Regions from separate parts of the Mus musculus genome. Here region 1 is linked to region 2. Evidence: chromatin contacts called from public promoter capture Hi-C data. All regions are on one chromosome and are shown on one strand. The core of a region is the stretch at or near the end of the contact, and the rest is flanking DNA. Distances in the headings are between cores, read along the strand shown.

The links. Capture Hi-C pulls out chosen DNA fragments and counts their contacts.
Region 1: a contact with region 2 is called in a promoter capture Hi-C map of pancreatic islet. The contact joins two enhancer-like sites. A contact is called at or near these places in 15 of 39 promoter capture datasets (the C10 cell line, the HPC-7 cell line, Sertoli cells and 9 more), 1 of 15 datasets of contacts at CTCF or cohesin (stem cell-derived epiblast-like cells), 15 of 484 Hi-C or Micro-C datasets (bone marrow-derived macrophages, cerebellar granule neurons, cerebral cortex and 6 more), 34 of 115 datasets of contacts at active chromatin or transcription factors (the HPC-7 cell line, the SCID.adh cell line, SST interneurons and 23 more) and 4 of 9 other capture datasets (adipose tissue, liver, macrophages and 1 more).

What each region holds. Positions count from the first base shown.
Region 1 is chr2:165,290,821-165,296,881 of GRCm38.p6, forward strand. It overlaps Elmo2 (engulfment and cell motility 2), which reads right to left. Exons shown (of 21, transcript NM_080287.2): 15 at 6,021-6,061; 16 at 4,643-4,806; 17 at 4,424-4,536; 18 at 4,194-4,301; 19 at 3,421-3,503; 20 at 1,285-1,362. Among named protein-coding and RNA genes, the nearest start is that of Slc35c2, 6.0 kb to the left of the region's middle. Within about 2 kb of position 2,936, at least 3 of the 459 cell types and tissues checked have an H3K27ac peak or open chromatin away from gene starts, as enhancers often do. A contact at or near this core is called in pancreatic islet, where this site is marked.
Region 2 is chr2:165,070,120-165,076,116 of GRCm38.p6, forward strand. It overlaps Cd40 (CD40 antigen), which reads left to right. Exons shown (of 9, transcript NM_011611.2): 9 at 603-1,535. The coding sequence ends at 794. Among named protein-coding and RNA genes, the nearest start is that of Cd40, 17 kb to the left of the region's middle. Within about 2 kb of position 3,327, at least 16 of the 459 cell types and tissues checked have an H3K27ac peak or open chromatin away from gene starts, as enhancers often do. A contact at or near this core is called in pancreatic islet, where this site is marked.

The DNA of each region.
Region 1 (6,061 bases), core at 1,686-4,185, 220 kb after region 2:
TGAAAACACACACACTCAATGAACACACACACACTCAATGAACACACACACACTCAATGAACACATACACACTCAATGAACACACATACTCAATGAACACACACACTCAATGAACACACATACTCAATGAACACACAATGAACACACACACTCAATGAACACACACTCAATGAACACACACATATTCAATAAAAACACACATACACTCAATGAACATACTCAATGAACACACATTCAATGAGCACACACTCAACACACACACTCAATGAAACGAGCAGGAAGCACGCAGGTACTCAGAGTTGCAATTTAGTTAAAGAAGAAAACTCAGCTGGGCTTGGTGGCGCATGCCTTTAGTCCCAGCACTTGGGAGGCAGAGGCAGGCAGATTTCTGAGTTCAGCCTGGTCTACAGAGTGAGTTCCAGGACAGCCAGGGCTACACAGAGAAACCCTGTCTCGAAACAAAACAAAAACAAATACCCATGTTTTAAAGGGCAGTACAAAAGAAACTGACATACCTACATGATGAAACATGCTTATAACATCAATGCATTTAGGAGACAAAGGTAGGCTAACCTAAGCTACAGTAAGTTTTGGATTAGACCTTGTCTCAGAAAAACAAAACTTAAGGCAGAGGCTCCCAGAATGCACATGTATTGTGTATGTGTATAGCAGAAGCTCTGCCCTGCAGCCTTCTGCTGCTGCTCTCTTCTGTGCCTAGCTCACTGCGCTCTATCATCCCAACAGAGCCCTGCTGGCCCAAGGTCCTCTCCTCTTGACCCCAAGTGCTCAATAACAGGCCCTCAATTAACAACGAGTTGACTGAGTTGGGCACTAGCACCTTCCTGGTCTTCAGGTGAATTGGGAGTCCCTTGTTAGGAGGGGCAGATCCATCTGGCTCCACAGCCTGACCAGGTTGGCTCCAGGTAACTGGGATTCAACTCTCCTGGGAAAAGTAACTGCGAGATTACAAAGAGGAAAACCCTCCCTGTGCCAGGCCAGCTGCTCTAAGGCACAAAGTGAAAGGTTGGGTGTGGTGGCGCAAAGTTCTAATCCCAGCCCTCTGAAGGCAGAGGAAGACAGACCTCTGTGTGAAGTGGGCAGTCCAGCCCAGTGGTAGAAGGTCCAAAGACTTAGCGATCCATTTTGGCTGCCTGGCTTGTGGGGATACCGCTGTGCTGGCCACACCTCCTCACAGTGAGAGCACTGGTGTTCAAGGCAGTGTGGCACAGACACCTCCTCACAGTGAGGGCACTGGTGTTCAAGGCAGTGTGGCACACTACTTACCTCATACTTGTTGGGAGCAATGAAATTCAGTGTCTCATCAGGATCATACAGGATGGAGAAGGCCAATTCCAACACCTCCTGCAGACAAAAAGCCGGAGTGACTTGGAGCAGTGCCTGGTTATGATGTCACCAAGGTCCCAGGTATGGCTGACCTGGGGCCAGTGTTAACTGACCTTAACCACCCCCTCCCTGCCACAGTCACCCTAAGATGTGGTGGTAGTGTTTTCAATTTGGAACTTTGATGGTGATGCCTGCCTGGATCCCAGCAATCGAGAGGTTGCAGATATGAGGTGAGTCTGGGCTACCTAGGGAGACCCACCCTCCCCCAGGAAGCAACAAACAAAAATTATTGCAGCAAAGTATTTTCAACACTGAGAACATCGAACGTCAGTGCCATATGCCACCCTGTGCTTTTATCTTAGAGCCCAAGGTGACCGGTTTCCTCCTTCTATGTTGCTATGCTCGGTACAAAAAAAACCTCCAGCAAAAACAAACCACTGATGAGCTGAGACCGTCTGAGCATCAAAACAGTAACTGCAATGCAGAGTCACAGGTGACCGGCTTACACTCATGTGCTCACAGAGTCACACGTGACCAACTTACACTCATGTGCTCACAGAGTCACACATGACCGGCTTACACCTATGTTCTCACATAGTCACACATGACCGGCTTACACTCATGTGCTCACAGAGTCACAGGTGACCGGCTTACACTCATGTGCTCACAGAGTCACAGGTGAGTGACTTACACCCATGTTCTCAGAGTCACACGTGACCAACTTACACTCATGTGCTCACAGAGTCACACATGACCGGCTTACACCTATGTTCTCACATAGTCACACATGACCAGCTTACACTCATGTGCTCACAGAGTCACAGGTGACCGGCTTACACTCATGTGCTCACAGAGTCACACGTGAGTGACTTACACCCATGTTCTCAGAGTCACACGTGACCAACTTACACTCATGTGCTCACAGAGTCACACATGACCGGCTTACACCTATGTTCTCACATAGTCACACGTGACCGGCTTACACCCATGTACCCAGAGTCACACACGACCTGCTTATGTTTAAACCCATGCACTCACAGACTCAAATGACCGGCTTAAACTCGTGCGCTCATAGAAAACATACAACAGAGACATAAAGCTTGGTCATGATTGGGTGACACTTGGAACCTGCTCACTGCTTTAGGGGGAGGTACCTGCAAGCAGAGGCAAAGCCTTTGGCCTCTCTTGTTCCACCAACTGGGCCACAGGAAGCCAACAGTAGATAAAGGCGGGTTTCTTCACAGAGAAGTGGCTCAGTTCATTAGTAAACGCAGTACCCTAGTGTACAAGGCTTAGCCCTGAACAGCTAGAGTGTGCTGACATGGCAGAGCACCACCCAGCCATTAGGGCCTCCCTCTATAGGCCCCAGTACCATGTATGATGTGGCCAAGCCAGGGCAAAGTCAAACCCGAACCAAATCAAACCTCTAGGTCCCTGGGCCAATTTGCAGATCTGGGACAGAAGAAAAGCATGGAGACCCAGTCAGCAAAACTGAGACTCTGGGAAATGAGCACATAAGCAACATGGTCCATTACACTAATAAAGTGAAGACGGGAAAAGGGTGGAGAAGCAGCGCATGAATGAAGGACTCGGAGATGAAGGACATACTGCAGCCAGCAAAGCCGCTGGGACGGATTCAAACCTGGGTCCAGCGTGTGGGTGTGTGTGCATGTAACATTTACAAGGCAGCAGGTGGACATTAGAGGAAATGGAGGATTTCATATTGAATAATGGCCTTTTATCTTCTGCTAGGTGTGTCAATGTGACTCCATGGCTGTATCCTTCAGAGATGTGTAGGAGACACTCATGAAAGAGATGCTGTGCCACTTGTTTTTCGAGACAGGGTTTCTCTGTATAACTCTGGCTGTCCTGGAACTCACTTTGTAGACCAGGCTGGCCTCGAACTCAGAAATCCGCCTGCCTCGGATCTGTTTATTCTTATAGTGTTCAATGCTCTTAATACTGCTGTATAATTTAAGGTGGGATGAGAGTCTGTGTCTGCAGCTGTCATGGGCAGGGGCTGGGGTTCAGCCCTGCCTGCCCGCCCGCCCGCCCGCCCGCCCGCCCGCCTCTCACCTTGTTCTGTTTCAGGGCACTCTTCTCTTTCATGTGAGGACAGTCTTTTCCAGTAACAATGGCCTTAATATCTGCAACAGGAACTGATAGAGAATGGGAATCACCGCCTGGAAGCTGGTGCTGCAAGATGTCAGCACTGTTCAGTGCTTGAAGGGAAGCCCGGGGCCCGAGCACCAGGATGTGGCAGCTCTCAGGCCCAAGGGCCCTCCCAGCTCAGGTGTGCGTGTGTTAGCCTGCCCTGCTCCTCTATAAACCCCAGCTTCGTCAAAGCTCATGGGTGCTACTTGGATTCATCTTTTCAGGGAATAGAGCCTTGGGCACCCGTCTACTTCTTCCCCATAGTGAAGGTGACAAAGTGGCCAAAGCAAACAGCATCACAGCTATCAACCAAAGGGCCACCTGCTAGACGGTGCCTCGTGGAAACGTCTGCACCTCTTAGTCCTCTGTGGATGGAGTGCGGTGTTATCCCATTGTCCCAGATATGAAAGCAGATGAGAATTAATTTACAACATCTAGCCTTAGCAAGTGACGGGGGCTACACCAGGGCTTCCATTTAGACTCTGTAGCTTTAGAGCCTCCACCCACTGCCTTTCCGTGCAGTCTTGTCCTGCCCTTTATGACCCACACACTGCCACAACTGGGATTCAGTAACTCTCCCACCACCCCGAGGTGGACCAGAGAGAGGATCTTTAGCAGATGAGCAGACACAGGCTTGAGAGCCAGGACCAGCACTTGGGACACTTGCTGACACACCAACGGAGACATGCACCTACTTTTCTCCTGCAGGGATTCGAATGTCACCTCCCCTTGAGGGTTGTCATCCAAGTCACCGTAATGCAAAACCTTGTGGTTCAGTGCCAAGCGGCAGTGCCAGAACCTCTCTAGAAACAAGGATGATAAGCAGGTGAGACATGGGCAGTGCTGGGCAAAGGGGTGCCGTACAGAGTCGGGTACCCAGGCAAGCACCCCTGGCAGACTACCCATGCTCCAGCCACCCCCTTACCTTGCCGACGACGGTTCCCGATTTTCCGGAAGCTGCTGCCCTCGCATAGCCGGTTGAGGCGCTGTTGCTTGATCAGCTCCAGGATCTCAGGCTGTATCTTCTCTCGAAGCTCCCTGTGGGCACATTCACCCACTCAGTGTAAGACTGCGGGAGAGCGGCGCTCTCCGAGGTGGAACTGGTAGGCTGCCCCCCTCACTGGCCCTCTCAGCTGACACTTACACAATTGGTGGGGACTGGAAATCATCCTGGCTCATCCTCTCAGACTGGCGCAACCGCAGAATTTCTGAGTAGCTCAGGCTACGAAGTTTACTCTTGAACTGATCCAAAGAGTTGGGTTTAGAGGGCAGAGCCCGGGTGATCTGCTCTCGGACAACTTGCATAACCTGGGCAAAAAAGGAAGGCACAGACCGCTCTGACAATAGACAGGCCAACTAGAGACGAAGACTCTGCCTCACTCAGTGTCTCAAGCAGAGTGGGCAACACAGAGTCCTGACTTCCTAGTGGACACCTCAGGTGGGGACTCAGGTCACATGACAGACAGTGACAGGAGTTTCCTTTTCACACACATCAGGGAATGGGTTCTGATCTCAACTCTTAAACACTTAATCCTTCACTGACTCTTTCAGCAAGATGAGCTGTGCTCAGGCCTCCATCACCCTCATCTCTACAGAGAGAGAGGCAGCTTCCTGTACTCTATGCCATGAAGAACAGGAGATTCAGCATGTAAGGGCAGGCACAACACACAGCACACAGGGTGCTACGATGTGACAACTTCCCTAAACAACTGTGAGACGAGAGTCTGCCTACCCAGTGTGCATGTGCGGGGCATGATCCTACTGAGGAAAGGACACTCTCAGAATGTGCGCACACATCCTCAAAAACTCACTCTCTCACACACACACACACACACACACACATTCACTTACACAGGCAAAGAGCGACAGAGAGACAGGAAGAGTCTTACAGGCACCTCTTCTTTATATTTCCTAAGGTTTGTTGTTTTGCTTTACTTTTTTGAGACAGGGTCTTGCTTTGCAGGCCAGGCTGACTTAGAATTCATGCCTGCCAGCCTCACGTGCATGCGCCTATGTCAGCTCACCTCCAATGCTTCCCCAATGGGATGGTCAGTCTCAAAACACTGGGTTCCTTGGCTGCCAGCTTGTGAGGGCCTAGCACAGTGCTCCACTCCTGGGCACTTGTAGCACCGAGGCCCAAGAGGCACCGGGATGTGCACAGCATGCCGCCCTTCCTGCCTTGTTGACACTGGCTGTTCACAGGACTCATCTACCACACTGTAGCCATGACAGGCCCAGCCCTTCTGCCCCGCTATTTCCCTGACCCCTGTGGAGGACAGCGGCAGGTGCTAGCTTTCCCAGATAGACACAGGTCTTGGGCATCATGGGAAAGATGCCCGTTCAAGGTTACAAAGGGAGTCACGACAGCTGAGACTCAGGCTCTCTAGTACTTCGACCTTGTGACACAGCGCTGCCGGCCAGGCTGGTTTTCCAGCTTAGGGATTCCCCAGGCGCTGGCCAGCTGTCAGAGGCCGTCTCGTGGTCCTCTCCCGGCAGCCTCTGGGTGGCTCGGCAGCACTGACCTTGTTGAAATCCTCGGCTGTCGCCCTCATCTCCTTCCAGG
Region 2 (5,997 bases), core at 2,077-4,576:
AGAAGACACAAGATGTTGACCTCTAGCCTCTAATAATGTGTACATGGGTGTGTGGACCCTCTACGCCATGAGCATACACCCAATACCACGCCACACTCCGCGCGCGCACATGCGCGCACACACATGCCCAAACAGGTTTAGGGTCCGTTCCCTGGAACATATAGGTGGGCTACTCGCACCCCCACCCAGCCCTGCTCTCAGTCTCCATCGCTTCCTCCTACTCAACTACTTCCCCTTAGGGCAGAGCTGGGCACCACTGGCAGAGAAACTCTGGCTGTGCTTTCCTCCAGCCTTGAATGCTGGGGATGGGAGTCGGCGGCGGGGGGTGGGGGTGGGGGGTGGGGGTGGGTGGATCCCGCCTTCAGGGGCCAGTAGGTGGAACCAAAGGGGCAGTTTCTCCTGCTGGTCTGCAGTGGCTCTGGAAATTTCCTGCCAAATTTCATGTGTCCAGCAGGGGGCAGAAGGCATCCAAGAAATCAGTTTTGGTACACCCCCATCCTCCCACCCCATTGGAAAGGACTTGAAGGAGGGATTCTATTCCTCAGAGGCAGGGTGGCTCTGTGGCTAGAGGTGACATTGGACCTTATACCTTGACTCCCCAGATCTTACCCCCTGCGGCTCGACGGCAAGATCCCCAGGAGATGGAAGATTATCCCGGTCATAACACCGCTGCTCCAGTGCAGGAGACGCTGCACGGGTGTCAGCCTGTCACACAGGAGGATGGTAAAGAGAGTCGCATCTCAGTGCAGGAGCGGCAGGTGACAGACAGCATAGCCTTGAGGCCCCTGGTCTGAACCCTGGAACTGCTTTGGAGGCGATGGCTCGGCTCGGGAGCAGGGGCCTGGCTCTGAGGACTGCTTGCTGACCTTTGAAGTTTGAGATGAGCCAAGACAGAGCCCAGTGCAGCTAACTCTCATGCCTGCCCCCTATCATTTCTCAACTTGCTTTTTAAGGATGGAGGGAGAGCTCGGGCATCGGGGGTCCACAGTGATACCTACCAAGTGCAGCAGTGCAGGACCCAGAGTCGTCTTGCTGCGGCGTTCACTGTAAGGAGTCATGGACACAGGAGTCCGTGGCCCACAGCTTGTGCTGCTAGAGGGCACCTGGTTGCCCATCAGCAGGGTACTGGCTAAATAAATCTGTAATTATTTATACAATGACATCTCAGAAACTCTAGCAGGTGGGGCAGAAAACAGGTAGTAGAATGATGGGTAGAGAAATAGCTTTTAAAACACATTCCAAGGCAGGTAAGATGGCTTTTGTGAGTAAAGGAGCTTGCTGCCCAAACCCGGTTACCTGATTTTGATCCCTGGGACTTCATGGTAAAAGGGAGAGAACCAAATCCAGAGGGTTGTCATTTGACCTCCATGTGTGCTCTGTGGTAATGTACCCCGTGTGTGCACATGTGCACATATCCTAAAATGGATGTGGTGGTGTATTGTAGAAATTATTTAATCCCGCCCTGGGGTTTCTACCTGTGTGTTACCATTTAGTTCTTGAATAAAAGACACACTCAACCTTTATATTTACAATAAGCCTTAAACAGCACAAGAACTGGGCACCTGCCTACCCTGTATGCTATTTGAATCTACTTTCCTATTGATAACCCCCAGTTATTACTTACTACTTACTATGTTTCATCGGGGCTGCTCTTATCTCCTATTGGCCAGCCCCAGGTCCATGTTCTCTTAAACTCTCCTAATCCATGGTGGCTTCTCTTTCCTCCATTCACCTCTTCTCTCTCTTGGTTCTCTTCTAACGCCAAGCCCAGGAATACTAAGCCCCACCTATGTCTCTTCTGTCTAGCTATTGGCTGCTGGCATCTTTATTTACCAATCAGAAATAACTTGGGGTCACTTGGGGGGGTTGTCTACAGTACAGACTCCAGGTCTTGGGGCCACAAACCCATTACAATACAGAGCAAGATCAAACCTCAACAGTGGTGCATGCCTGTAACCCTAGCACTCAGGAGGAAGAGGACTAGGAGTTCAAGGCTAGCCTTGGATATATAGTTAACTCAAGGTCAGCCTGGGCTACATGATTGTCTTAGTTGGGGTTTTATTGCTGTAAACAGACACCATGAGCAAGGCAACTCTTAAAAGGACAACATTTAATTGGGGCTGGCTTACAGGTTCAGAGGTTCAGTCCATTATCCTCAAGGCAGGAACATGGCAGCATCCAGGCAGGCATGGTGCAGGAGGACCTGAGAGTTCTATATCTTCATCTGAAGGCTGCTAGGCTGAAGCTGACTTCCAGACAGCTAGGGTGAGGGTCTTAAAGCCCACACCCACAGTGACACACCTACTCCAACAAGGCCACACATCCTAATAGTGCCACTCCCTGGGCCTAGCATTTACAAACCATCACAATGATACTGTCTCAAAAACAAACATTAAAGAGCAACAACTTCTCCCAACAACCCGAACCATACACACAAAGCCACACATCCTTCAAACAGTTTTTATATACGATATGACAGTATGTAAGCAGGCTGCATATTATATTTGAATACAGTATGTATAGATATGGAAGGAAAGCTAAGATACCATGAATGCCTGTGTGGGTAAAACAAAGCATTGAAAATCCCAACTTTGACAGTGGTCTAGCGAGATGGGTCAGGGCTAGGAGCAGCAGCTCCTGCGAAGGCTCTGGGTTTAGTTTCCAGCCCTCACACAGGGCATATGTGTATCATGTGTGCACTGTCCACACAGGTGGAACACTTGTACACATAATATAAACGAACTATCTTTTTTAAAAAAAGAATGGTGTGGTCTGAAGTGGGTGGGTGGGAGTGTTGTGTTTCCAATAATGCTTCATTATTTTTCCAAGAGAACAGAAGATTCATATAATGATTATGTAATTTTAAAAAACCATCAAACATGTACAAAGGAGATGAAGGGTGGACATGCTGGGTTTGCTGTTAGGTTGAAAGAATTAGGATCTTTTCTGAGCTTAAGTAAGAGTGTCCCCAGACTGCTGTGTCTCCAGGGAGTTTTGCCTGTGTGCTCACAACCAGCAGCAAGCTTGCAAGGCTTCAGGTACACAGAAGCAGCCTTGCAGGGCAGGCAGGGTCGGTGTGCCTCGCTGTTTTGCAGGGGTGCAAATGGGTAAAAAGAGGTGGAGTGACTTGCCATCGGTGACACAGGGCTGTGCAGTGGCCCATGAACTCTCATCTCCAAGCTGCTCCAAGATCTGGCTCTCTGCTTTCCAGAACCTAGGCATGGTGGGCGACAGCTTTCAGGGAGATCCTGGGTCCCTCTCCTGCCCCACGACAACATCTCGGGATAAAAATAGACCATCCTGTTCTCTTTTCCTGCTGTGCCAACTGTAGGGGAGCCTAGCCAGGAGGAGCGGCAGATGGAGTGGGAGCAGAGGGGAGGGAAGGAAGGCCGGGGGACAAGGAGGGGAAGGAGGAGACGTGCCTGAAAGAGGGTTCCCGCAAGACTCCTACTGAGGTTTAACCCGTGGGTCTCAGGATGTTTGGATCCCACTGCTTAGAGGGTGGAGCTGGCAGTGGCTGGTCCTGATGGAAGCCGGGGATGCTGAGGGACGAGGGTGCAGCTGAAAGCCAAGAGAAGGACACCTGGCTTTGGCAGTCTTCCCAGAAGAGCTTCCAGGGCCATTTGGTGGCACCAGGTGGAAGCTTCAGTTTAGAAAGCAGAGGGAAGTATGACAGAGGGGGAGGAGAACTTTAGGGTCTAATACTCATCCCCTGCCTAGAGCCCAAATGTTGGTGGCGCTAACTTCCATGGCAGGGTGTGTGTGTGTGTGTGTGTGTGTGTGTGTGTGTGTGTGCGCGCGCGCGCGCGCGCGTGCGCGTACACATGCATGTGTGTTGGATAGAGGCAAAAGACTCATCTCCCACCTGTTACCTGAGTGATCTTGGGCCAGTCACTGCCACCTTTGCCTCTGTTAGAGGGCAGCTGTCACACCCTCGCGGCAGGTGCTGGTGGCGGTGGTGGCTTCCAGACTCTCCTCCAGGTTACAGGTTCTTGGATTTGAAGGAACAAAGTGACCAACTGTGAGGGTTGCCGAGAGACAGATTGCTGGGCCGCACCTCCCATGTTTCTGGCTCAGATCTGGGACCAGGACCAAGAATTTGCATTTCCAGCAAGTTCCCCAGGTGGTCCTGATACTGCAGGATCAGAGAACACACTCTGAGTACAGTTGCCCTTGGCTCACATTGCTGTGTAAGCAGTGGGTTTCCTGTTGGCTTTGGGATTAATGGTTGGGGCTTCCCCCATCCTGGATACTTTTGTGGCTGTGGTGGCTGCAGGCCAGGCTGGGAACAGCTAGGAGAGTGAGTGCCCAGGAGCACACACTATCAGTCCAGCTAATTGAGATAGTGTCTTATGCACGCCAGGCTGGCCTGAAACTCACCACACGGCAGAGGAGGGCAAGCTGACCCTCCAGTGCTGGGGTTATCAGCATGAGCCACCAGAAACAGTTCAGTGCAGTTCAAGGGACTAAACCTGAGGCTTTATGCATGTCAGGCAAACACTATGTCAGCTGAGCTGCCTCCTATCCCTGAGGGGTGACCACACCCCGTTTCCCTAGAGTGATGTAACCTCACACGCCCACAGCCTGCGCATGGTCCTGCTGCTTTTTGTCTGTCACTTTCTCGGTTCAACGTGTTCCCTGGCTCAACTCCCTGACTCACTGTCTGCTTCCATTCATGTCTCTGGTCGGCTTCTGGAAGTTTCTTCCGAAAGTCTGCAGAGCCAAGCATAGCAAAGTAACTTTTGTATCTTTTAGCATCCCTCCCAGAGGGAAGAGGTGGGCATGCTCTGGTTCTACAGCAGCTTAACATGAGCTGTCTGTGATGCCGGGAGTTCCCTACAGTATGGGCTTCTGCCACACATCCCTGATGAATGAATGACTGGTTTTCTAAGGATCCTTCCTGTCCAGCCTGAATGTTAAAGGGAGGACCAGCAGGTGTTGGGGTGGCAGAGATGGAGGGGTGCCTGTGATGCTGATAGTGGCCAGCAGGTGGCAGCAAGGTAACACTCTAAAGTCCTTGCTGGCTGCTTGACAGTCCTAGGTGATGATAGCTCTGCTTTGAGCTGGCTCTGCACAGGGCCCATGCTTTGGAAATGAGGCCTGTCCTCCTGCCTTCCTCACTCCTCAGTTCTGATTAGAACTTAACAGGCAGTCTCAGTCTGAACACTCATCTGAGGTGTGGGATCGTACTGCACCCATTTCACAGATGGGGCTTAGAGGCCAAACAACTTGTTCGGATTAGAGCTGAGATCTAGATCTAAGTTCGTTCCCATCAAGACTGGGACAAACGGGGGTCTGAGCTGGGCAACTAAGCGGTCGAGGATGTAGGTCTGGAGACTAGAAAAGATGAGGCCACCTGGGCCAAGATCCCTTCCCTGGGGCAAAGTCTATTGGCTCTTAAAGGTGCTTCTCAGGGGGGAATGAGAGGGTTCTGCGTTGTTTCCCAACACGCAAATGCAGCTAATTTTATAGTTTGAAGGTCTTGTTAATATGGAGGGTTTAGGATGGAAAGACAGGGAATCTCAATGTATTCAATCCTTTGCTTGGCGCGCGCACACACACACACACACACACACACACTATATATATATATATATATATATAGTCCTGACAGGAACATGAGCAGGTCAGGTAGCGTGTTCTAAGCACACCGTCTTCATCCTCTGCCATTCAGGAGGTTGGATGAAGCCCTAGGGGCTTTGGCTGAAGTTGTTACACAATGACCTGGGCCCAAGGCACTGCAACCCAAGACTTGGACACTGCTTTTGGGCAGCCCTACTAGGTACAACGTAGCCTGAGGTGGCCCTTCTCCAGGTGTGCGCACACAGATGCCCTCTCGCAGACTCAGGCTTGCAGTAGGTTCCTTGGGCAGCAGAAGTTATTAAAGGCTGTGCCCCGGAGGAGGATTGCTCTCCCCTGGAGTCAGCCGGGCATAGAAAATTACAAACCCACCCGCCGGGGTGGGGAGATGCAGTTTTAATTTAAAAAGGGGGTGGG